Regions from separate parts of the Mus musculus genome. Here region 1 is linked to region 2. The links are chromatin contacts, called in public HiChIP or PLAC-seq maps. All regions are on one chromosome and are shown on one strand. Each heading gives the region's core, a stretch centred on a gene start, on an enhancer-like site or on the middle of the called end of the contact. The rest is flanking DNA. Distances are from core to core; before and after follow the strand shown.

What was found. HiChIP or PLAC-seq counts read pairs in DNA pulled down with a chosen protein or histone mark.
Region 1: an H3K27ac HiChIP or PLAC-seq map of embryonic stem cells shows a contact between it and region 2, with 18 read pairs. The contact joins the enhancer-like site here to the promoter of Tgoln1 in region 2. A contact is called at or near these places in 15 of 39 promoter capture datasets (the 3T3-L1 cell line, the C10 cell line, HPC-7-derived erythroid cells and 9 more), 3 of 15 datasets of contacts at CTCF or cohesin (embryonic stem cells and stem cell-derived epiblast-like cells), 24 of 484 Hi-C or Micro-C datasets (the C2C12 cell line, the HL-1 cell line, the MC3T3-E1 cell line and 10 more), 35 of 115 datasets of contacts at active chromatin or transcription factors (the HL-1 cell line, the NIH/3T3 cell line, the SCID.adh cell line and 23 more) and 4 of 9 other capture datasets (adipose tissue, embryonic stem cells, liver and 1 more).

The regions. Positions count from the first base shown.
Region 1 is chr6:72,826,909-72,831,696 of GRCm38.p6, reverse strand. No RefSeq gene overlaps it. Among named protein-coding and RNA genes, the nearest start is that of Tcf7l1, 40 kb to the right of the region's middle. Within about 2 kb of position 2,951, at least 8 of the 459 cell types and tissues checked have an H3K27ac peak or open chromatin away from gene starts, as enhancers often do. A contact at or near this core is called in differentiating embryonic stem cells and embryonic stem cells, where this site is marked.
Region 2 is chr6:72,615,335-72,620,241 of GRCm38.p6, reverse strand. It overlaps Tgoln1 (trans-golgi network protein), which reads left to right and starts at 3,242. Exons shown (of 4, transcript NM_009443.3): 1 at 3,242-3,565; 2 at 3,793-4,718. The coding sequence starts at 3,520.

The DNA.
Region 1 (4,788 bases), core at 1,702-4,201, 210 kb before region 2:
TTTTGATTAACCTGGTATCCACTGTTTTCAGAAGAATGCAGCTGAGGTCTAGGAAGATGAAGGATCTGTCTCAGGTCCCAGGTTGCTGTCTGATGCACACAGGTCTGTTTCCCACTAGGGTGAGGAAGGGGGCTCATAGTTTGGGATCAAACAGGGGTGAAGTTCAATATGTGGCCACGTGGGGGCAGTAGATCAATGTAAGATAGAGAAACAACCCCTTGTCTTTGCCCTTAGGCTTTGGAAGCAACCTCAAAACAGGTGGGCCCACTTAACAGAGTTCCCTGGATAAGAGGCAACTGGGTTTCTGCAGGAGACCGCTTGGTTTCAGTGCCAACACTGCCATTTATCAGCTTGTGGTACCCTCCTGCTTTCTCTCTGACCTGGCTTTCTCGTTCTCCAGGGAACCTTGCAGTGATGGCTATGCAGAGCAAGTTGCAGCTTACAGGGACCATCAGAAGGAATTTGGAGAAGAGAGGTTCATTGTAACTAATTTAAAAAAACCAAACAGTTAGCCGGGTGGTGGTGGCACACGCCTTTAATCCCAGCACTCGGGAGGCAGAGGCAGGTGGATTTCTGAGTTCGAGGCCAGCCTGGTCTACAGAGTTAGTTCCAGGACAGCCAGGGCTACACAGAGAAACCCTGTCTCGAAAAACAAACAAACAAAACCAACAGCAAACAATAGTTCTAGAGATGGCTCAGCGGGTAAGGGCACTGACTGCTCTTCCAAAGGTCCTGAGTTCAAATCCCAGCAACCACATGGTGGCTCACAACCACCCATAATGAGATCTGACGCCCTCTTCTGGTGTGTCTGAAGTCAGCTACAGTGAATTTATGTATAATAAAAAATAAAAATAAAAAAGTAGTATACTTTAAAAAAAATAGTTCTACTCCAACTGAATTATCCAGAGAAAATCAGGATGGATAGGGGCAAGCTGAGGGCAGTTGCCCATTTGAAGTTATAAGGCTATAAAACATAAGCCTGCAGATGAAAGATGCTAGAACTCCAGAAGAAAGGACCTCTGGAGCAAGAGCCACTGAACTTGGCAATGACCCTTCCAGCCTTTCCCTCAAAAGGACCTAAGACTGCTTACATGGGCACTTACACGGGACACTGAGGATATGGCGATTACAAAGCATTTTGAAAATGATTGCACATAAACCCCTAGTTGATATTGCTAGTGAAAGGCAGGAGGTGGGGGGCTGAAGAGATGGCTCAGCAGTTAAGATGGTGTTCTCCTATTCCTGGGGACAGGACACAGCACCCACACAGGGTGGCTCACAACCATCTGGAACTCAAGCTGAGGGTATCTGTTATCTTCTTCTGACTTCAAGCACTGCACTAATGAGAACATAGAGAAATAATTGGGGGGAAGGGCCACAGGTGTGGTGGCACAGGCTTTTAATGCCAGCACTCAGGAGGCAGAGACAGGCAGATCTGAGTTTGAGGCCAATCCAATCTACATAGTGAGTTCCAGGATAGCCAGGGCTATGTAAAGAGAATCTGTCTCCAAAGATATCAAAGTAAATAAGTAATAAGGCTGGAGAGATAGCTTAGTGGCTAAAAGCACTGGCTGCTCTTGCAAAGGACCCAGGTTCAATTCCCAGCACATACGTGGTGGCTTGTAACTGTAGCTCCATTCTAAGGATCTGACACCTTCTTCTGGCCTCTGCAGGCATTAAGCATGCATGTGGTAGACAGACAGACAAATAGGCAACACACCCATGCACACAAAATAAAACTAAAATTTAAAGTATAAATAAGCCGGGCAGTGGTGGCACACTTGGAGGCAGAGGCAGGCAGATTTCTGAGTTTGAGGCCAGCCTGGTCTACAAAGTGAGTTCCAGGACAGCCAGAGCTATGCAGAGAAACCCTGTCTCGAAAAACCAACATCATCATCATCATCATCATCATAATGATGTATAAATAAATAGTAATTTTTAAATGCAAAGTTGGAGGCAGTTCTGGGGATAGAGCTCACTTTGTAAAATGTTTCATCTAGTATGTAAAAAGCCCTTGAGAAAATTCTGGAAGGAGAATGTCTTAGGGTTTCATTGCTATGAAGAGACACCATGACCAAGGCAACTCTTCTAAAAGAAAACATTTAATTGGAGCTGGCTTACAGTTTCAGAGGTTTGATCCATTATCATCAATCATGGTGGGGAACTTAACCACGTGCAGGCATACATGGTGCTGTAGGAACCCAGAGTTCTACGTTTCCACAGAAGGAGACTGTGTGCCACACTGGGTGTAGCTTGAGCATTTGTGAACTCAAAGCCCGCTATATCCTGTGACAGGTAGGGACTGAGGGATGCTGGGAGAACCTGGCAGCCAGGTCCACTTTGATATGTTAAATAGGTACCTCAGCCATTTGTCCTAGGTTTGAGACTTTACAGGCAATGGGAAGAGAAAGATTTAAGAAACAACAAAATCCTCCTAGGCAGGAACTTAGCCCAAGGAGACCGTGCTTGCCTAGTGTGTGAGATGCTCTGGGTTCAAACTCCAGTGCCACAAACAAGCAAGCAAACAAATGTCCCTTCTCCTCCCTTCCCCTCAGCCCCTGGAGCCTTTGTTTCATCTTTTACTTAGGTGCAAATGTGGACGCACATGAGTGTAGTGCCTGTGGATGCCAGAAGAGGGCAGCAGTTAACTGGGACTGAGGTTACAGGAGGCTAGGAACAGCCTGACATAGGTCCTGGGAACCACACTGGGGTCCTACACAAGAGCAGTGTTCAGTCTTAAGCATTGAGCAGTCAGCCCAGCCCTGATGTTGCTCTTTAGTGGTAGTTCAGTCTGGGCCTTATTTCTTCCCGGAGAGGAAAATAGGGCTGACCCACAGAGGATCTGAGTTCAAATTCTTAGACCCCACATAAAAAGCTATACACTGCTATGTGGGTAGCCTCAGTGCTGTGAGGGACAAACATGGGGGATTGTTATGGCTTGCTGGCAGCCAGTCTATCTCCAGGTTCAGTGAGAGGCCCTGTCTCTGGGAATAAGGCAGAGTGGTAGAGCAGGACACCAGATATGCTCTTCTGGCCCCCAGATACCTTTGCACACATATCCACATACATCACACATACAGGTCTCAATGAAAAGGGAATAGGGAGGTGTTGCGGCCGCCAGCAGCTCGTAACGTGAACGGTTCGACTGATATGGCTACTCAAGCTGTAAGAGAGGAATCTAGGGGGCGAAAGAAGAAACGGAGCTAAGACAAATTCATTCTGATCAAAACTCAAATTTTATTGTTGCGACACTAGTTATGAAGGAAGGGGGAGGGGACCCGATTCCCGCCGAATAATCTCTGATCCAGTAGAAAGGTGAGCACGTGTGTGGCTCCAAACAGCAAAGCGGCAGGTTCCAGCAGTGGGCGTGGCAGAACGAATGAGCAGGAAGCTCCACCCCTGAGCAAGCAGGTTTCAGGCTGGGGGAGGGGAGACTACAGGGAGGTGGGGACTTTAGCTTAGGAAAAGACATCTGCTGCCACTGTCAAGCCTGTCAGAGCCCCCAGCCTCCCATGGCTTTATAATCTTTCTGGTCAGTTTCTTAATCGAGGGCCCACCTTTCAAGAGAAGTCGTGTTGACCAATTAAAAAATCTTTTTTAGGCAGGGCATGGTAACACACAGCTTTAATTCCAGCACTTGGGAGAGAGAGGCAGGCAGATCTCTTAAGTTCAAGGTCAGCCTGGTCTATGTAGTGAGTTCCATAACAGGTTATGTAGAAAGATCTTGTTAAAATTAAGTAAATAAGTAAACAAATAAATAAACCAAAAAATGAGAAAAAAACAACAACAAAAATCTTTTCAGAAAATGGAAACACTCATCTGTCATCCCAGCACACCTGTCATGCCAGCACACCTGTCAGTCAGTCATCCTAGCACACCTGTCAGTCATCCTAGCACACCTGACAGTCATCCCAGCACACCTGTCAGTCATCCTAGCACACCTGTCATCCCAGCACACTTATCAGTCATCCCAGCACACCTGACATCCCAGCACACTTATCAGTCATCCCAGCACACCTGACATCCCAGCACACCTGACATCCCAGCACACCTGACATCCCAGCACACCTGACATCCCAGAGAGGGATAAGGTAAGGTGAGAGGACCATGAGTTCCAGGCCAGCCTTGACTACAGAGTGAGAACCATTCTCAAAACCCAAAAGGGGGGGAGGGGGTGGTGGTGAGAGACAAAAAAGGCTGAGCTGTGATGGCACACACCTTTAATCCCATCATGGGAGGTAGAGAACATGTGAGTCTGAGGCCAGCCTGGTCTACATAGAGTGTTCTAGGCCAGCCAAGGCTATATAATGAGGCCCAGTCTTTTTTTTTTTTTTTTTAAGATTTATTTATTTACTATATGTAAGTACACTGTAGCTGTCTTCAGACACTCCAGAAGAGGGCGTCAGATCTTGTTACAGATGGCTGTGAGCCACCATGTGGTTGCTGGGATTTGAACTCTGGACCTTCGGAAGAACAGTAGGGTGCTCTTACCCACTGAGCCATCTCACCAGCCCCCGAGGCCCAGTCTTGAAGGGGAAAAAAAAATGTGAAAAACTATCCTCTCAGGGTTTATTTCCGCATCACTTACCATGCTGTGCTCCGCTCGGCACCCTGCAGTCGCATGCCATGCCATGGGGTCTTCCCGATACACCTTTAAGGAAGGCATTGTGGTACCGTTTTACAGATGTGGAGAGTAGAGCTCAGAGGCCAGACATGACCTAAGGACAAGTGTCAAACCGATGCTTCCTCTAGAACCTCCCTGTGGATGGACTCTGGTGCTCAGGCTCA
Region 2 (4,907 bases), core at 1,993-4,492:
TCTCCCCAAGCCAGTTCTTTCTGAAACAACCAGAGTAATGTCCAAACATTCTCCAATCTGATGAAACCTTGCCCCTACTAAAACCTCTTCAGTGGCTTCTTTTACTGTTTATAGATAAAATACAAATGCCCCGGAGTTCTATGTGATGAGGACGTCTCCCCTGCCCTGCCCGGTAACGTGGACACTGGGTCGGGTTTAATTATTTGCCACTGCCCTCTCCACCCACCCACACCCACACTAAGCCAATATCCTTAAATGTTAGTCAAACATTCGTCTTAAAGCAGGCAGACAGAATTTTCTTTTACAAACAGATTCATTTACCAGTTCACTTCCTCTAGCAAGGCAGAGTCAACATTATAAAATTGTGTGTGTGTGTGTGTGTGTGTGTGTGTTAGTTCTGGAGACTGAACCAAGTGCCTCTCATGTGTCAGGCAAGCAGCACTCTACCCCTGAGCTACAGTGCGTTTCCTGGAAGAAGCTGGAGGACTTCTCACATCTCTTGCAATCTTTATTCTCTCCTCAGCAATGTAAGAGGAGGGAGGAGGAGGAGAGGGGTGGGGAGGAGCTGTGAGGAGCTCATTGTGGGGATTTGTATTCAGGTGCCAGGAAAAGCCCTTGTTTCTGAAACTATCTGTGCCATGCACTATTCCCTGAAATTTGAAAACTTCCAGCCGTGCAGGACTAGAATACACAGTGCATCGTGGTGGGGAAATCATGGCAGCAGGAGCAGAGGGAGCTGTTTACAATGAATCCATCACCAGGAAGCAGAGAGGCATGAACCCCGTATACTGTGTTCAGCTTGCTTTCCATTTTATTCTGTCCAGGACTCCAGCCCATGAAATACTAATGTCCCCACACAGAGTGGGTCTTCTCACCCCAATTAACCTAACCTAGATAATCCCTTACAGGCACACCCAGAGATTTCTCTCCATGATGAATCTAAATCCCATCAAGGGGACAATCAAAATTAACCAATTACAGCAAACGTGGACAAATATCTATCTGATATTTATCTGCCTCACTAGATTTCGTGCTTTATCAGATTAAAGTCTTTTTTATTTAGATATGTTTGAGACCACGTCTTACTTTGTTCTTCAGACTGGCCTCCAAATTTTGGTTGTTCAAAGGATCCTCGGCCTCTGAGGCTGGAGAGATTGCTGAGAGGTTAAGAACTCTGGCTGCTCTTCTGACCCAGGTGCAATTTCTAGCACCCATATGCTGGCTCAGAGCCATCTTTAACCCCAGTTCCAGAGGCTCTGTGTCCTTTGGCTTCCTTTGGCCCCAGTCAGGCACAAAATGCAGAGGCATAAACGGAGGCCAAACAGCCACACACATAAAATAACAATACATCCTATTTAAAAGATCCTCTATCTTAAACCTCCAGAGTATTGAGAACCATAGAACCCGGCATGGTGGCACAGAACAGTAATCTCAGCATTTCCAAGGCAGAGGCAGGAAGACTGATGCCAGTTCAAGGTCTGCTGTACTGCGGAGTGAGTTCCAGGCCTGTTATGACTGCAGAATGAGAGCCTGTCTCGAAAATGACAAAGAAAAAAAAATGAACATAGATGTTGAGGCTACTTGTTAAATCACTGTTTATGAGATACCTAGCCTGGCAAATGTTCATAAATGACTTTAGACAACTTGTTTAAACCATCCAGCACTACCATAGATGAGGACACAGGAAATGACTGCAAACAGGAATCTGCAGATGAGCAGAGAGCAAGCACATTTAAAGTGGGTGTATGTTTTACTGACATGTATGTCTCTACACCTCATGTGTGCAGTGACTGTGGGCCAAAAGACGATGTCAGGTCTCCTGAAACTGGAATTATAGACCGTTGTCGGGTGGCTTGTGGGCTCCAGGAATGGAATGTGGGTCCTCCGGAAGAGTAGTCAGTGTTCTTAAGCACTGAACCATCTCCCTAGACACTAAAGATGTCTGTTGCTGTTGTTTTTCAAGACAGAGTTTCTCTGTGTAACCCTGGCTATCCTGGAACTCACTCTGTAGATCAGGCTGGCCTGATTCAGAGATTTGCCTGCCTCTGCCTCCTGTGTGCTGGGACTAATGTTGTGTCCCACCATCACCTGGCTCTCTAAAAAAAGTTTTTTTAAGTATATTTCTTTTAAAATTCTATTTTGTTGTTTGCATTATAAGAATGTGTTGCTTGGGCTGGAGTGATAACTCAGCAGTTAAGAGCACCACTGACTGCTCTTCCAGAGGTACTGAGCTCAAATCCCAGCAACCATATGGTGGCTCACAATCATCTGTAACAAGACCTGATTCCCTCTTCCAGTGTCTGGTGACAGCTACAGTGTACTCACATATAATAAATAAAATAAACCTTAAAAAAAAAAAAAAGAATGTGTTGCTTGTGTGGTGTGGTGGTGCATGTCTTTAACCCCAGCACTCAAGAGGCAGAGGTAGGTGGATCTCTGTGATTGCAAGGCTAGCCTGGTCTACAGAGCGAGTTCTGTTAAACAGAAGAACCCTGTCTTGGAAAGAAAAAGAATATATATGTGGTGAATGAGACAAGAGTGTTTGTCTAGTGTGCATAGAACCACGATTTGATTGCTAGTACCACATAAATTGGAGACACAAGCCAGTAGTCCAGTAGGAAGATCAGAAACTCAAGGTCTTCCTGTTTGAGTAACAAAGTACCTTACTTCCTGGATTGGAGAGATGGCTCAGGGCTTGTTGCTCTCCCACAGGAACAGAGTTCAGTTTCCAACACCCACAGAGTTTGAAACGCTTGAAGCTCTAGCTCTAGGGCATCTGATGCCCTCATCTAGCCTCCAAGAGCACCTACACACAGGTGGCAGACACACATACACAAATAAAAATAGTAAATCTTTGATATTTTATTTCTTAAATAAATAAATAGCCCAACAGGGGCGTGGTGAGGCACCTGTAATCCCAAACACTCAGGAGGCAGCAGGTGCCCACATAGCAATATGGTTTCAAACACATAGAAATTCAGAAGAACAAACAAGAAATCAAAAACCTTGGTAAATTCAGAGGGCCCTGGATACAGCCAAGAAAGGGATTAGGATCAGGATGAAATGTGTTTGCTTCTAGATGGGCAAGTGCTGAAGAGAGTACATTTGTTTGTGAAGTGAGAAAGCAGCATCGGCAACGGAGAGGTTGGAAACACGAGCAGAGGATGCGACAAAGAGGCGCCCGGCCCCACGACCCTACATCATAAGCAGCGAAGGCGACGCAGCACCTGCCGGTCGCAACAGCTTCCGAAAAACGAGGCCAAGTGAACAAGAACGAGATCGCCGAGCCCCGCAGACTGCTGAGAAACAGAAGGGACTTGGGGGGGAATAAAGAGCTGGACTTGACTTCCGGCACTCTACCGGAACACACAGACAACGGCTGCTGTCGCCCGGTAGCCCCACCCCTAAGGCGGGGCTGCGCCGGAAGAGAAACAGTCCGCCGGAAAGGGAGGGGCCACGCTCGGGAAAATCTCGTGCGCCGCTCTCACGTCATCAGAGGGCGGAAGCGCAGACTGCAGGATGCGGTTCCAGGTTGCGTTGCTCCTGCTGAGTGTCGCGGTGGCGAGTAAGGACCCCCACCCCAGCCCAGCTCACTCTCCCCTTTAGGTTCCCCATTCCTCACCTTGGTGGGTCGCTACGGGAGCCGGCGTCTTTCTTGTCTGGCCCGACCCTGCTCTAGCCATCTCCGCTTTCCCATTCGGCCATCCCCGCTAGGCTCTCAGAAGTCAAGCCCGCTTCTCTTCTTCCGAGGACTTACTGTTTTTTGTTTTTTGTTTTTTCTGTTTGTTTCAGGAGCTCTGCCGTCCGTTTATAAGAGAGACGCCGACTCAGGTGACTCTCAGAATCCTCCGAATCAGCCTTCCAAACAGTCCTCCACTCCCCTGCCTTCTTCTAACCAGGTAAAGACTACAAGGCCGACCGACGGTCAGGGGCAGAAGTCAGATAAAAAAGACCAGGACAAGACGACTTTGGCAGCAGTTTCCAGTAAGGCGGAATCTGGGCCGCGGACCGCCGCGACCGATCACAGTTTGGGTGATTCCAGAAGGCAGCCCGAGAAAACGGATGCCGAGTTGAACGAAACTGCGCGGCCCCTCTCACCAGTCAACCCCAAACTGGAAAAGTCTGATCAGAGCTCCACAGAAGATTCAGGCAAGCCCACAGGAGGTAATTCTGGCAAGCCCACAGGAGGTGATTCTGGCAAGCCCACAGAAGCTGGTTCGAATAAGGCCACAGAAGATGATTCTGGCAAGTCCACGAAAGTTGATTTGGACAAGCCCACCTCCAAAATCTCCCCAGATACGGAGACTTCGAAGACTGACAAAGTCCAGCCAACTGAAAAAGGACAAAAACCAACACTTACTTCCAAAACTGAATCTGGGGAAACACTGGCAGGGGACTCTGACTTCTCTTTAAAGCCAGAGAAAGGAGATAAGTCTTCAGAGCCTACTGAAGACGTGGAAACCAAGGAGATTGAAGAGGGTGACACAGAGCCGGAAGAAGGCTCACCACTTGAAGAAGAGAATGAAAAGGTGCCGGGCCCTTCCTCCAGTGAGAACCAAGAGGGGACACTTACAGACTCTATGAAGAATGAGAAGGATGATCTTTATAAGGACAGTTCTGGAAACACCAGTGCAGAGAGCAGCCACTTCTTTGCATATCTAGTGACCGCTGCTGTTCTTGTTGCTGTCCTCTATATTGCTTACCACAACAAACGAAAGGTAAGAGGGGACTGGGATTTCCAGGACCCTAAGTTCTTTGTTCATGGACAGCTATCTGTCACTCATCTGCCTGTGAGCTTTGAGAATTTTAAGATCATCTTGTTTTTTCCATAGACCCTGCTGGGGCTTATAAAACTAAGTTTTGTAAATCAGGTGTTTTCATCATGTGACTTGTTTCCTCTCAGTTCT